Regions from separate parts of the Oryctolagus cuniculus genome. Here region 2 is linked to region 1. Evidence: chromatin contacts called from public Micro-C data. All regions are on one chromosome and are shown on one strand. The core of a region is the stretch at or near the end of the contact, and the rest is flanking DNA. Distances in the headings are between cores, read along the strand shown. Region 1 holds the start of ZNF143 (zinc finger protein 143). Region 2 holds the start of TMEM41B (transmembrane protein 41B).

The links. A called contact is a pair of places that touch in the nucleus more often than the background predicts.
Region 2: a Micro-C map of ear pinna shows a contact between it and region 1, with 8 times the contacts expected there. The contact joins the promoter of TMEM41B here to the promoter of ZNF143 in region 1. A contact is called at or near these places in 2 of 6 Hi-C or Micro-C datasets (ear pinna and psoas muscle).

The regions. Positions count from the first base shown.
Region 1 is chr1:56,663,631-56,671,161 of mOryCun1.1, reverse strand. ZNF143 (zinc finger protein 143) reads left to right here and starts at 4,603. Exons shown (of 17, transcript XM_070073529.1): 1 at 4,603-4,717. LOC127484355 (a long non-coding RNA gene) reads right to left here and starts at 4,502. Exons shown (of 3, transcript XR_007911244.2): 1 at 4,369-4,502. It overlaps LOC138849587 (a long non-coding RNA gene), which reads right to left and starts at 4,314. Exons shown (of 3, transcript XR_011388524.1): 1 at 4,222-4,314; 2 at 2,959-3,077; 3 at 2,163-2,381.
Region 2 is chr1:56,796,471-56,804,001 of mOryCun1.1, reverse strand. TMEM41B (transmembrane protein 41B) reads right to left here and starts at 3,893. Exons shown (of 6, transcript XR_011388528.1): 1 at 3,479-3,893.

The sequences.
Region 1 (7,531 bases), core at 3,354-5,853:
GGCTTCAGCTTGCTGATGATGCAGACCCAGGGAGACAGCAGTGATAGCTCAATAGGGTTCTTGCCAAGGGTGGGAGATCTAAATTTTAGTTTGCAACTACCAGCTTTAATCATCAGACAGCTGCATCTGTCTGCCTCTCAAAAGAAAAAATGAGAAAAAGAAAGAACTTTCTCAACATCTACTAAACCCTAAAGTGAATATAGTTACTGGTGAAAGGCTAAAAAAGTTTCTTCCTAAAATCAAGAATAAGAATGTCCTCTTCAACACTACACTGTGTGTTTTAGCCACTTTAATTAGGCAAGAGAAAATATACACAAACCAGCTGTATTTCCACTTAGTAGCAATACATGATATTTAAGAAAATGCATTTTTTTTAAGGTAGATTTATTTACTTGAAAGAGTTACACAGAGAAAGAAGGAAAGAGGTCTTCCATCGAGTGGTTCACAATGGCCAGAGCTACGCTGATCAGGAGCTTCTTAAGAGTCTCCCATATGGGTGCAAGGGCCCAAGGACTAGGGCCAGCCATCCTCCACTGCTTTCCCAGCTCATAGCAGAGAGTTACATAGGAAGTGGAGCAGCCTGGACTCAAACTGGTGCCATATGGGATGCCAGCAGTGCAGGCGGTGGCTTTACCCTCTGCCACAGCACTGGCCCCACCATTTTAATAAAAATAATGAAATTTAGCAAGTTTTTCAACAGTATTGAAAGAGCTACATAAATGAAATGACATCCCATATTCATGAATTGGAAGCCAATATTGTGAATATGGCAACAACCAAACTGACTTAGAGATTTGATGTAATCCCTACAAAATGGTTACCATTTTTTTTAACCACAGGTGTTGCCATACTTACCCTAAAATCAATGTAGAAACTCCAAGGATGAGGCCAGTATTGTGGGTTAAGCCACTGCCTGCAACACTGGTAGCCCATATGGATGCTGGTTTGAGTCCCAGGTGCTTCACCTCTGATCCAACTCCTTGCTAATGTGCCTGAGAAGGCAGCTGCCCCAACTGTTCAGTGCGAAACCAAGAAGAAGCTCCTGGCTCCTAGCTTTGGCCTGGCCCCACCCTGGCCATTGCAGTCATCTGGGGAGTGAGCCAGCAGATGGAAGATCTCTCACTTTCCCTGTAATTGACTTTAAAATAAATATTTTTGTTTTTAAAAAGATATACAAAAGCCAAAACAATCTTGAAAAAGAACATGATTTAGATAAAATAACGGGCTGGCGCTGTGGCGCAGCAGGTTAACACCTGGTCTGAAGCACCGGCATCCCATGTGGGCATCAGTTTGAGATCCAGCTGCTCCACTTCTGATCCAGCACTCTGCTATGGCCTGGGAAAGCAGTTGGAGGATGGCCCTAGTCCTTGGGCCTCTGCACCCATGTGAAGAATCTCCTGGCTTCAGATCGGCACAGCTCTGGTTGTTGCGGCCAACTAGGGAGTGAACCATCGGGTGGAAGACCTCTCTCTCTCTGCCTCTCCTCTCTCTACCTCTTTCAGATAAAAATATTTTTTAAAAAATAGAAAAATAAAAAATAATGCACAAGTGGCTCTGAGATGTCTATGTGGAAAACAGTCCTTTTTACTATACATAAAAATAGATAAAAATTTTTATGACAAAATTATAACATTCTTAGGAAAAAAAAAAAACCAATGTTCATGATTTGGGATTAGGGAATGGTGTACATAGGTTACATTTCACCAAAATTAAAAATTTTGTGCCTCTAAGCACCTTCAAGTTGAATATATTTTAAGCAGCCAGTGCTGTGGCATGGTGGGTAAAGCAGCAGCCTGCAGTGCTGGCATCCCATAAATGGGTGCCGGTTTAAGACCCAGCTGCTCCTCTTCATAGCAGGGAGCTGGATCAGAAGTGGAGCCGCCAGGACTCAAACCGGCGCCTATATGGGATGCCAGCACTGCAGGCAGTGGCCTCCAAATTAATATATTTTTTAATGTTTTAGTTCATTTGGAGATATAGTTTAACTTTCCAAAAACAGAAACTTCTCACTTTGTCTCAAGTATTTTTCCTCTCGGATATGATTTTGAAATCTGCTTTTATTTCTGGAAGTACCCATTAAGAAAAGCGCAGATTGGTGCCACCTTACGTGGGGCACCTAAAATGTTAGGAAAAGCGGCACAGAATAGCGAGGCAGTGTATGAAATCTATAGCCAGACTTAATTTATTCAGAGAAAATAAATTCACAGAGGTGGTGACCAACTGCTGCTGCTCACATTGATGGAACACGTGGCAGAATGCCTGGGTCCCCAGGGGCCGGGCCTTTTTCTATTTTAGAAGAGCTAGGGTTGTGGGTGGGGGTAGCAAGTATTGGTGAATTCCTAGCACAGGTCTTTCAGGTGGCTGTGTTGGGCCTTGGGAACCTGGAAAAAATGCAGAATTGGGGTATGAAGGCAATAGGGTGTGAGAACTAATTGAAATTAAAGGACAAGGAATAAATTTTTATCTCTTTGGGCAATGAGCGAGAATGGCTGAGGTTTATGTCCTTGTTCCATCATCCATTATGTGACCACTGCTGAAAACTAGACTTAATTACATCTAGGAACTACTGAGGGGGCAGCACTATGGTTTAAGTGGGTAAAGCTGCTACCTGCAGCATCAGCATCCCATAGGGGACCCGCTCCACTTCCCATCCCAAGTGCTTGGCCTCTGCACTTCTGGTAGACCCAGAAGCTCCTGGCTCCTTGCTTTGGACTGGCCCAGCTCCTGCCATTGAAGCTATTTGGGGAGTGAATCACCAGATGGAAGATCTGTCTCACCCTCTCAGTAACTCTAAACATATAAAATGAATATTGGGGCCGATGCTGTGGCACAGTGGGTTAAAGCCCTGGCCTGAGGCGCCAGCATCCCATATGGGCTGCTCCTCTTCTGATCCAGCTCTCTGCTACGGCCTGGGAAAGCAGTGGAAGATGACCCAAGTCCTTGGGCTCCTGCACCCACCTGAGACCCAGAAACTCCTGGCTCCTGGCTTTGGATCAGCGTAGCTTCAGCTGCTGTGGCCATCTGGGGAGTGAACCAGCGGATGGAAGACCTCTCTGTCTCTACCTCTCTCTCTAACTCTTTCAAATAATTAAAAATAAATCTTTATAAATAAATAAAACACCCAGAAAATACAGACAGTATAAATTAAAAAACTTGACTTTCTTCATCAACTCTACTTAAAAGGTTATCTATTGGGTAGGAGTATTCAAAGAGCAAAAACCCTCCAGTTTCTCGTGACCTAATCCTAAATATAGGTCATATTTTTAAGGGCCTGAAAAAGTAATCAGAGCTACTTTAATCTTCTGAACAATATATGTCCCTGGAACGGGGGTGGGGGGGTATGAATTATGCAACTACACCTTGGTTAGGGCCAGCTTAATCAGGAAAAGGGGAAAAAAAAAAAGGCAGTGTTGTAAATTAACTATCTTTGACAGGATTGGCTATTTTAAATATCTTTTTGACTTAACCGCCTGTCCATTTCATAATTATCTGAAATGCAAACACTAAATCAAACATCTTTCCCAAGCAGAACCCAAATCTGTTACAGCGGGTCAACCTCCTCACTGTTTCAATAACTCAACCACACCTTGCACGCCCAAGTTAACAAATCTGTTTACTTGGTCTGGCTGCCAAAGCAAATGAGCATCTACCGAATACCCGACTCGGCTAGTATTTCCAGTGTTTTAGAAACGGATTGGATTCAGACCGAAAAGAAACATTATCACACTTGCCACAACTAATTCGTACGCATGGGTTTAGAGAGCCCGACTGAATGCGTTCCCCACCCTGTTTTAGTTTGCCAAGCCCCAAAAGGAAAAGAACATAGTGACACTATTTCAAACAACTTCAAATCCTGAGCCGAAAATATATTGAGGCTCAGAAGCATTCACAGTGCCTGTGCGCGAAGTCCAAGACCCGCCGGCCAGCGGCCAAGCTCCGCCGGAGGTTCCGCAGGAGACGAAGGATCACCCTCCCACTGCATGGTGATAGCCCACGGTGAGTGGGGAAGCACAGGACGGCTTGGAAGCCAGTCACCGGCATACAGCAAAGAAGAAAGCATAGCCCTCGCCCCAGACTAACGGCCTCAAGCCGGCAGCAAAAGCCCTAAGAGAGCGGTCAGGTCTTTCCTACTCCCCCACTTCCTTTACCCTCCCAACCGAACATTCAGCAATCACTAGGCTAAGCCCAGCCGTTCTCCAGAACGCGATCCGGCAAGCCCACCGGGAGTTCCAAGGCCGCCTCCTCGCCCCTGCGGGGAAAATGGCGCCCGTCACCCCTTCTCCCTCACGGGTGATCACAAGGACCAGCCTCCCTCCCTCGCTACAAAATGGCGCCTCCCGCTGGGGCCCCAGAATCAGCATAATTCACTTGTCAGTAAGGCGGTGTCGGTCTGGGATGAGCGGTTCTGCGAACCAGTCAGATACAGGAGCTTTGATTCCGCACTTGGCGCCAGCCATTCAAGCGCGGGTTGTAAGGCCAGGTTTGGCTGACGTCAAGAGGAGGGGACGTCGCTAAGGCGGTTTCCTTTTGCGTCAGCTACCTGTGGGCCAATGGCAAGCCGAACTCGACCAGTGAGTGACGTAGTGGCAGCCCAATGGAGGATGGGGGCGGGTCTCAGTTTCGCTATGCGGGTTGCGGGGCCTGGGGGCCGGACGGCTGTTTCCTGTCCTGGTGCATGGTGGTCGGACGAAGGAATTGTTGGAAAATTTTCTCGGAGGTTCGTATATAAATGTGTTTTTACCCAGTGTGCATTATTCTCCGCCCGGCCGCCGCCCTCACCGCGGCGGCGCGGGCCCGCTTGGGCCCGGGCTCCAGCTCCGGCTCCTAAGCCTTAGCCACAGGCCCTGCCGATCCTACGGCCGGCCTCGGTAGCGGCGCCTGGGCAGAAGGGAGTTTATTAATAACCCGCGGCGGCCACTCTGGGGCGGCGGAGCTTTTCTCGCTGAGGACGCAACACCCCCCCCCCCCCCCCCCGCCTCGTCTCAGCGCACTGCGCCCCGCCTGTTCCCCTCAGGGGACCGCTGAGGGGAGGGAGAGAAGGCGGGGAGGGTGGAGCCCTCGGGAGCCTGGTGGCGTTTCTCGGCCTGACCTCCGCGCGGATCGAGTCCCCAGGCACGCCGAGGCGGAGTTCTTCAGCTCGGACTCCGGGCCCACGGTTCGCGGCTGGCGCCGGCGGCAGGATTGGCCCAAGGCCCGCTTGGGACTTGCCTACGGGTCGCACCCAGAATTTCTCCTAACAGGATCGTGGACAGATTTCTTGTTTCCCCTGCGTACTTTAGGTTTTTTTGAAAGGTCGCTGAGGCCTATCATAGAATATAAAAAATTGCCAATTTTATTATAATTCCTTTTCCCCAGTTTTGGCCAGAGTGAACAAGTCTGTATATTTATTTTATAGCGTTTGATAGTGGGACGTGAGCCAGGTTTTTTCCCTTCCCTCTTTGTTTTTTTGCACATTATAACGAAGAGAGTAGGGAAGAACATCATTGCAGACCCATTATTTGTTTAAAATTAGCCCAGCCTTTGGACTTTTCTAAATCAGCCGGTATAGTCAACTTGGGGATGTGGTGAGACATTGTAGGTTTCACGTTATAGTCGGCTTTGTCTTTAATAAAAGGTGCGTGTTTGCTGTAGTTGACAAAAACCTGATTAGTATTTCATAGTTTTTTTCTTTTAGAGTACTAGTTTAAGTTCATTGTTAAATGTGGTAAAGAAATAACATGAGTAGATCACCCAAATCATTGATTGGATGTATAATGTTATCCTGGCGTATTTTGAGTATTTGGGATTCTTTAATCGCCCGTTTTTTTCAACAACCTTCATTTAAAAAATTAAGTTTTATTGATGTAAGTCACATAACTTAGAATTCACCATTTACAGTGATAATGAGATAATTTAACATACACATTCATATTTCTACAGCCATCACCACAGTCAATTTTGGAACACGTTTATCTCCAAAAAGGAACTACCTATTAGCTGAAACTCCCCATTCCACCTCCCTCGATGCACACTCCCCACCGTAAACTGCATTTGCCTGTTCTAGCCATTTCCCATAAATGGAATCATACGGTTGGGCGTTTGTGATTTGCCAGGTTCATGGATGTTACAGCATGTATCAGTACTTCATTTCTTTTTGTTGACAAATAGTATTTCATTATGTGAACATACCACATTTTATTTAGCCATTCATCTGGGCATTGTGATTTCCACCCTATGGCTATACTTAATGCTTCTGCTAACATTTATGTATAAATTTTTGTGTAAACATTTTCATTTCTTGGGTATAGATACCTAAGAGTAGAATTGCTGTGTTATATGATAATTCTTTGTTGAGATTTTTGTGTAACGGTGAGACTTTTCCCAAGTAATCTTTACCATTTTCCTTTTCTTCCATTTGATGTGTAAAGTTTCCAATTTCTCCACATCCGTGCCAAACTTACTATCAGCCTTTGATTATAGCCACCCTAGTGGATATGCAGTTTTGTCTCTTGTGTTTTTCATTTGCCTATTTTTTGTAGCTTATAATGTTGAGCCTTTTTTTTCATGTGCTTGCTAGAGAAATGCTGTATCATAAGTCCAATTTTAAAATTAGGTTATTTTTCTTGTTGAGTTCTAAGAGCTCTTTATACATTGCAGGTAGAACTCCCTTGTCAGATGTGTAATTTGCAGAATGTTCGTAGCCTGTTACTGACCGTTGGGCCACTGGGATAGTGCTATGAAGTGAGAGGTTTTTGTGTTCTTTTTTTTATGATTTATTTATTTGAAAGAGTTACAGAGAGAGAGAGAGAGAGAGAGAGAGAGATCTTCCATCTGCTGGTTCATTCCCAAATGGCTGTATTGGCTGAAGCTGAGCTTATCCAAAGCCAGGAGCCAGGAGCCAGGAGCCAGGAGCTGCTTCTGCATCTCACACTTGGGTTCCCGAGCCCAAGGACTTTGGCCATCTTTTGCTGCTTTCCCAGGCACATTAGTAGAGTTGGATTGGAAGTAGAGCAGCAAGGACTGGAATGGGTGCCCATATGGGATCCTGGTGCCGCAGATGGCAGCTTAACCTGCTAAGCCACAGCGCAGGCCATATCTTGTTTTTCACAGAAAGATGACCTAGCTGCTTTGGGGGAATTGTACCTTTAATGTTACTTTAGCCTTAGATTATGTATAATGTATGTACAGCTTATGATCATTTGAGGAGAACTTTTTGAGTCCTGAAGTCCTGAGATTTTCATCATTTTTTAGTTTTTGTGATTTTATCTAGTTATTTCTTGGAGGGACTGGAAGTGTTGCTCAAATCAGTTTTTACCTAATTTTGAATATTTTTGCCCCTTGCTTTGTATCAGAACAGTGACTTTTGAAATAGGATGCCTGTGGCCTTCTTCCTTTGTATACTTTATTTTAAAGGATTTTTTTAAGCAGATTTATTTATTTATTTGAAAGGTAGACCAACAGAGGTGGGGCAGTATCTTTCTTGGCTAATTCACTCCCAGATATCCGCAATAATGAGATTTGGGGCCGGCGCCGCGGCTCACTAGGCTAATCC
Region 2 (7,531 bases), core at 2,644-5,143, 130 kb before region 1:
ACAATCTATGTAACTGGAAAAAAGAAAAGATGTTAAGAAACAATACTTGCCTCTTTCTACATGCAAAGCACTCTAGTATTTTCCATTCCTGTTTAAAATATTCATCATCATCCCTCAAACTGACTCCACACCCCATACAAGGGTAATGAATGACCTATACACTGAAAATGTTAGTCCTGGGAGTTCTCTTAAAATGGGGAATATGCCTGTAAACAGGTCAGGACAAACAGCACAATAAGAATATATTCTGGTCTAGGCCGGCGCAGCGGCTCAATAGGCTAATCCTCCACCTTGCGGCGCCGGCACACCGGGTTCTAGTCCCGGTCGGGACGCCAGATTCTGTCCCAGTTGCCCCTCTTCCAGGCCAGCTCTCTGCTGTGGCCAGGGAGTGCAGTGGAGGATGACCCAAGTCCTTGGGCCCTGCACCCCATGGGAGACCAGGAGAAGCACCTGGCTCCTGCCATTGGATCAGCACAGTGCGCCGGCTGCAGCGCGCCGGCCACAGTGGCCATTGGAGGGTGAACCAACAGCAAAGGAAGACCTTTCTCTCTGTCTCTCTCTCTCACTGTCCACTCTGCCTGTCCAAAAAAAAAAAAAAAAAAAAGAATATATTCTGGTCTAAATACCCTTAAACGTAGATTAGGTTAAAAGCTTCTTAACAAGTTCTACTTCTTGTCTGCTCTCACCTTTCCCTATCATGCAAGAATTATTAGACTTTCAGGGTTGCTGCTCAATTCTTCAAAGTGGTCAACAGTCTATTAGACTCAAATCTTAAACATGACCAGAGTCATAGCAACAAATCCACTAAAAGAATAAAACATTTTTTTTTCGTTTATTTAGGGGCATAATGGGTAAAGCCACCACCTGCAATGCAGGCATCCCATTTGGGCACCGGTTGGAGTCTCAGTTGCTCCACTACTGATCCAGCTCTCTGCTGTGGCCTGGGAAAGCAGCAGAAGATGACCCAAGTCCTTGGGCCCTTGCATCCGTGTGGGAGACCTGGAAGAAGCTCCTGGCTCCTGGCTTGAGATCGGCAAAGCTCCGGCTGTTGCGGCCATCTGGAGAGTGAACCAGCAAATAGAAGACCTTTCTCTTTCTCTGCCTCTCTGTAGCTCTGCCTTTCAAATAAATAAATAAATTAAAAAAAAAAAAAAGGGTTTATTTATCTATTTAAAAGGCAGAGTGACAGGAGAGGGAGAGAGAATTCCTTTGAGGCTGGTGCTGTGGTACAGCAGGTTAAACCGCCATCTGCAGCCCCAGCATCCCACATGAGCACCAGTTCATGTCCTGCTTGCTCCACTTCCTAATGTGTCTGAGAAAGTAGCAGAGGATGGCCCAAGTGCTTAGGACCCTGCATCCACGTGGGGGAACTGGAGGAAGCTCCTGGCTTCAGCCTGGCCCAGCCCCAGCCATTGCAGCCATTTGGGGTATGAACGAGCAAATGAAGATCTCTCTCTCCCTCTCTCTGTAATTCTGACTTATAAATACATAAATAAATCTTTAATATATATATATTCATTTAAAGTGACATGGAATTTACAAGAACATTCTATTACTATGAATTTCTCAAGGGTTACAAAAACCTTTCTCTTCAAAGTCTACTTTTTCTGTATCCTAAATTACCACCTACAATTAATAAAAGCTGTTCTTCAAATCTTGCAAAATCAGATGCTAAGTAGTTACTAATGCCATCACATCAACAGATTACCACCAAACCCTATCAGGTAAGAGGGCCACAAAAATCATTTGCCTATCAAGAGAATTACCAACATTAAAAGAGAGAGAAAGGAAAGAAGAAAAAATAGGGAATCATTAAAACATGGTGGCTCAGGGTACATAAAGCCGAGTCCTGCAGTGCGGGCATCCCATATAGGCACCAGTTCAAGTTCTGGCTGCTCCACTTCCGATCGATCCAGCTCTCTGCTGTGCCTGGGAAAGCAGTAGAAGATGGCCCAAGTCCTTGGGTCTCCCACGTGGGTACAGGGGCCCAAGGATTTGGGCCATCTTCTACTGCTTTCCCAGGCCATAGCAGAGAGGTAGATAGGAAGTAGAGCAGCCAGGACTCGAACCGGTGCCCTTATGGGATGCCAGCACTGCAGGCAGTAGCTTTACCCACTTCCACAGCATCAGCCCCTAGATTTATACTTTAAAAACCAATTCACGGAGCCAGTAGTGTGGTGTATTGGATTAAGCCACCACCTCTGATGCTGGCATCCCATATAGGCAGCAGTTTGAGTCTCAGCTGTTCCACTTCTGATCCAGCTCCCTGTTAATGTGCCTGGGAAAGCAGCGGATGATGGCCCAAGTGCTTGGGCCCCTGCACCCATGTGGGAAACCCAGATGAAGCTCCTGGCTTCCACCTGGCCCAGCTGTTGCAGACATTTGGGGAATGAACCAGTTAGAAAGATCTGTGTAACTGACTTTCAAATAAATAAGCAAATATTAAAAAAAAAAAAAACTGGATTCATTTGATTTTCTGAAGCTACATTAAGTTATTTGGCTCTATAGTCTATCATTCACAAAAGTAACCAAATATATAAAGCTTGAAGAGTCAAATTAGAATGCTGAAAACATCTTGAATTATTTGAAAATTACATTAACATTTCCGCTATACACTCTCCAAAGATCTTCTCTTTAGCCATCACAGTGACAGAACTGCAGACAACTTAATGGTGATTTGTTAAGATCACTTCAATTCATGAGCTTTAAAAGCATTTAAAGAGCTTAATCATTTCATCTGGAAAGTGACAAAGAGTTCCACGCCAGGATGGAATCAAAGTTTTTAGTTTCTAGGTATTCAGGACTCTGAAAAATGCCAGGATGGTGTACTGGGGGAAAAAGAACTTTAGAATGAGCCATAATAGTAATTGCTAACATTTATTTAGTCCCCTCTCACACAGGCCCAGCATTATTTAATTCCTTTACATTAATTATTTCATGTAGCCCATGTACCAATTTATTAAATAGATACTACTATTATCCCCAACGAGTCCAAAGTCATAAGTAAACGGAAGGGAATGGACTCGACTCCAGGAACTCTTATCACCTGGAAGTGGTACCTAGCAGTAAATTCTGTTCCTAACTACCACTTTGGGAATCTGCACAAGCCAAATACACCCTGAGCCTGTTTATTCATCCGTAAAAACGCAGCGAGCGCTAATGTTCCTTCCAGCTCTGCCTAGGTTTATCATCAACCTTGCGAGCTCCCTGAGCGTCAAGACAGTGTCATTCCTTCTCTTAACTGAATTCAATTGAAAAAAAAAAAAAATTACAACAAATCCAATGGGTGGCCGGCCAAGCACTGCGCGGGGCCCCAGCCCAAGCCCCCCACTCCCTGTGCGCTCGCCCGCGGGCGTCAGCAGGCCCCCACTCTCCCCACAAGTCCGCCAGACCCACCGAGGAACTCTCCCCGCGGGCGGCCCCCAGGAACACTGGCGCCCCCGGGCCAGCCCCAGCTCCGGTTCCCGGGCCCACTCACCCTTCAGGTGGTCTCCGCTACCTGACGCCGCGGGACCTCGCGTCCTCGCTGCCCCATCTCTCACTGGGGTCGTGTGCGGCGCCTCCGTCGACGATCGTTCGACGACTCTGCCTTTCGCCATGGCTGCCACAAGGGAAGGAGCGAGCGGGGTGGTGCCGCGCCCACTTAACAACTAAACTCCCCCGGCAAGAGCTTCCAGCACCGAGTTGCCACAGCCAGAGCCTCTGCCGGCGCGACCTCCTCACCTGACAGGACCTCTGGCCCCGGAGCACCGTGACGCTCAGAGACCCGCAGGGCGGGCAGACTAGGACTAGGCTCCGCCCCGCCCCGCCCCCAAGCCTCGCGCGCTCGCGCCGGCCCAGTAACCGTGAGACAAGTCAGGGTCCGGCCCCGCCCCGTTCGCGGCCCCGCCCCTCGCCTGAGGGGAGCATGCGCACTCGCGGCCCCCAAGTCACCAGGCTGCGGCTCGCGCACGGTGTGGAATTGCGCAGCTTGAAAGAGCCGGAAGTGCGGTCCCAAGCACTTCAAAGCCTTTGTCCCTGCCGCCGGAAGTACTTGCCAGTGATTAGTAGGCGTTTCGCGGCTGACGGTTCACTCCATTGTTTTGTACGCCAATTGCACGAGCAGGTGTCGAGAATCGGAAGGGGTAGAGAATGCGTGATCTGAAGATGGTGGGAAGAAAAGCCTGATCGCGATCTAACTGCATTTCAGGAAGCTAAGGCTTCGGGAGGCGCTATAACCTGTGAAGGTCACAGGGTGGCAGAAGTGGATTTAGAATCCGGTTTTTCTTGCTTCCGAGCAAGTACTTACCATCGTCCTGCCCAACCTCACTAGTAAATCCGGGTCATTACACTTAGCTTTTCTTCTTGCTGAACCCAAACTTACCTTTTAGACATTTCTATTCCTACCCCTCAGAGCAGCATTCAGCTTGCTGTCATAGCTGACTATTGGAACTCCCTCTTAAACGCAAACGTGGCAATGTATAAAAATATTCTGATTGTTCCTATTCAGGCACAGTTACAGCTCCAGGAAATTACTCAATGAAAACAAACGTGCAGAAGGATTTGTTCTGATCAATAGTATTTATTAGTATAATGGCAAGAATGTGCAAGAAATCTAAAAACCGACAGTAAGGGAAAATGGCTAAGTAAATTATAGAAGACTCATTTGATGGTATTGTGTAAATGTCCTTTGTCTACTTCTGAGGTCTCCAAAGAGATACTTCCCCATTTTATTTCCTGCGTAGTCATTATTAAAAACAATACTTACATGAGTTACTTATTTTGCACCTCCACCTCAAGAATATAAGTGTTATTAAGTCAGGGACCTTATCTTTTTGAGTACCATTGTGGGCATTCAATTAACTTACTGAATTTTCAATCATAGAAAATCATTTACAAGGAGACTAATAATGTGGATGGTGCAAAAACATTCCAAGACATAACTGGAAAAACTAAAATAACAATATTAGAAAAAATGCACAAGCAGGTAAATGTGCATCTTTAGAGTAAGGTAGGTCTTAATGAGTAAGAAGCAAAATTATTTAGAATACATTTGATGTATTTTACTACATAAAAAAAAGACTAGTGGGGCAGGTATTTAACACAGCAGTTAAGACTCTAACTCCATATTGGAGTGCCTGAATTCTAGGGAGGCAAGAGGTAATGAATGGCTCAAGTACCGGGGTTCCTGCCACCCACCTGTGAGGCCCAGACTGAGTTCCTGGCTACTGATTAGGTCTGTCCCAGTGCTGGCTGGTGTAGGCATTTGGAGAGTCAACCAGCAGGTGGGAGACCTCTGTCTGTGTGTGTGTCTCTCTCTGCCTTTCATATAAATATAATATATAAAGAAAATTTATTAAAAACCAAAAATTTACAGCAAAAACAAAAGTAATCTCTAAATATAAAAAAAGACTGAGAAAAGAATTAGCCACACAAATAAGAATTACTATGTCAGTAAGAATATCATAACTCAATAGGAAAAAGAGCGATGAACATGAATCATCAATTCACACACACAAAAAAGGCAGCCAATAATCAACAACCTGAGGGCCAGCATGGTGGCACGGCAGATTAAGCTGCCATTTGTGATACCAGCATCTCATATTGGAGTGTGAGTTTGGTTCAAGTCTCAGATATTCCCTTTCCCATCCAGCTTCCTACTAATGTACCCGGGAAGGTAGTGGATCGCCATCCATCTAAGAGCCCCAGATGGCTTTGGCAAGGCCCATCTCTGGTTATTGTGGCCAGCAGATGGAAGATCTCTCTCTCTCTCTCTCTCTCTCTCTCTCTCTCTCTCTCTCTCTCCTCCTTTCTCCCTCCTCTCTCTCTCCTCTCTCTTTCCCCCCTCCTCTTTTCTCTTTTTATTTTTCTTTGTCTCTCTCTCTCCTCTCTCTTCTCTCCTCCTCCCCTTCTTCTTCTCTTCATCTCTTCTTCTTCTTCTTTCTCCCTCTTCTCCCCCCCCCCCCCATGGGACCCACAAGAAGCTCCTGGCTTCAATTGGCCCAGCTCCAGCCATTATGGAAGACTTCTCTCTCTCTCTCTCATTTTTGTAACTCTGTCTTTCAAATAAATAAATCTTTAAAAAAAAAAAACTATCTTGTCTCCCTCTGTCACTCTGCTTTTCCAATAAATACATAAATAATACATATATATATATATGTATTTATTTTTTTAAGTCTGAAACAAAGGGCAGGAGACCAGAAAGAGAGATAGGAGTAGGATTTTATCACAAAGCCTGAAAGCTTGAACTTAATCCTCAAAGATACATGAAGCCATTGAAGAACTTTTCACTGGAGAAGACTTATTAAAGTAAAACTGAAAGAGTGTCACAACAGCAACAGAAAGGGAGGTTACAAAGTTACCGTAATTATACTGGCTTGAGCCAGGATTGTGGCCTGGAAACAAAGAAAAAATATCATATATAAGGTGATGAATGAGAAAAACTGTTTTCAAACTTTTATTACTTTTTAAAAATATTTATTTATTTATTTATTTATTTGAAAGTCAGAGTTACACAGAGAGGAGAGGCAGAAAGAGAGAGAAGTCTTCCATCTGATGGTTCACTCCCCAACTGGCTACAACGGCCGGAGCTGCACCCATCCGATGCCAGGAGCCAGGAACTTCTTCTGGGTCTCTCACATGGGTGCAGGGGCCCAAGGACTTGGGCCATCTTCTGCTGCTTTCCCAAGCCATAGCAGAGAGCTTGATTGGAAGTGGAGCAGCCGGGTCTCGAACCAGTGCCCATATGGGTTGCAGGCGCTTCAGGCCAGGGCGTTAACCTGCTGTACCGCAGCGCCAGCCCACATACATTTTTATTACTTTAATTACATGAGTAAATGCAGTCATTCCAGAACAGTATTGACAAAGCAAATTATCAGTCAGAAAAACATTAAAATTATCTCTGATATTAATACCCATAGATAATTTTATGTGGGACATGCCTTTCTGGAATACTAGAAATGTTAAAGTAGAATCCAGGGGACTTAGTGTCCTAATTAGATGGGGATCTTAGTGATAGGGAAGGGACTCAGTATTTGGAGAGTTTCTGCTTCAGGAAGTTGAAGGGAGTAATTGTACTAAGACTACAAGAAGAGCTGGACTGGAAGGAAAGGCCCTGAGTTTCGCGTTGGATACTCTACCTGCCTCTGCCTTATCTCCTGACTTCTACCACCTTTTCTCAGCTAAAACTTTCCTTGCTGTGGTCATTAATGAGCTTCTTTTTGTTGAATACATGGTTAGTTTCCTGTAATCTACTACCTGTCTGCATTGCTTCATACATTAACTGCTCCCTCCTGCATGGTTTTCATAATTCTCTGACCATGTGTTAGATACTTTTGAAGGAACGTCTTTACCCCACAACCTAAATTCTGGTATTTCCACCAAGGTGTCCACTCTGTTCACAATGCTTAAGTTCTGGGCAAGCCTAGTCACTACTTCAACAACCACTCACAAAGAAATGTTTTTCTCTTTTTCAGTCCTCTTTATGTTGCTGTAACAGAATACCACAGACTAGGTAATCTATAAACAACAGAAATGTATTTGGCTCACAGTT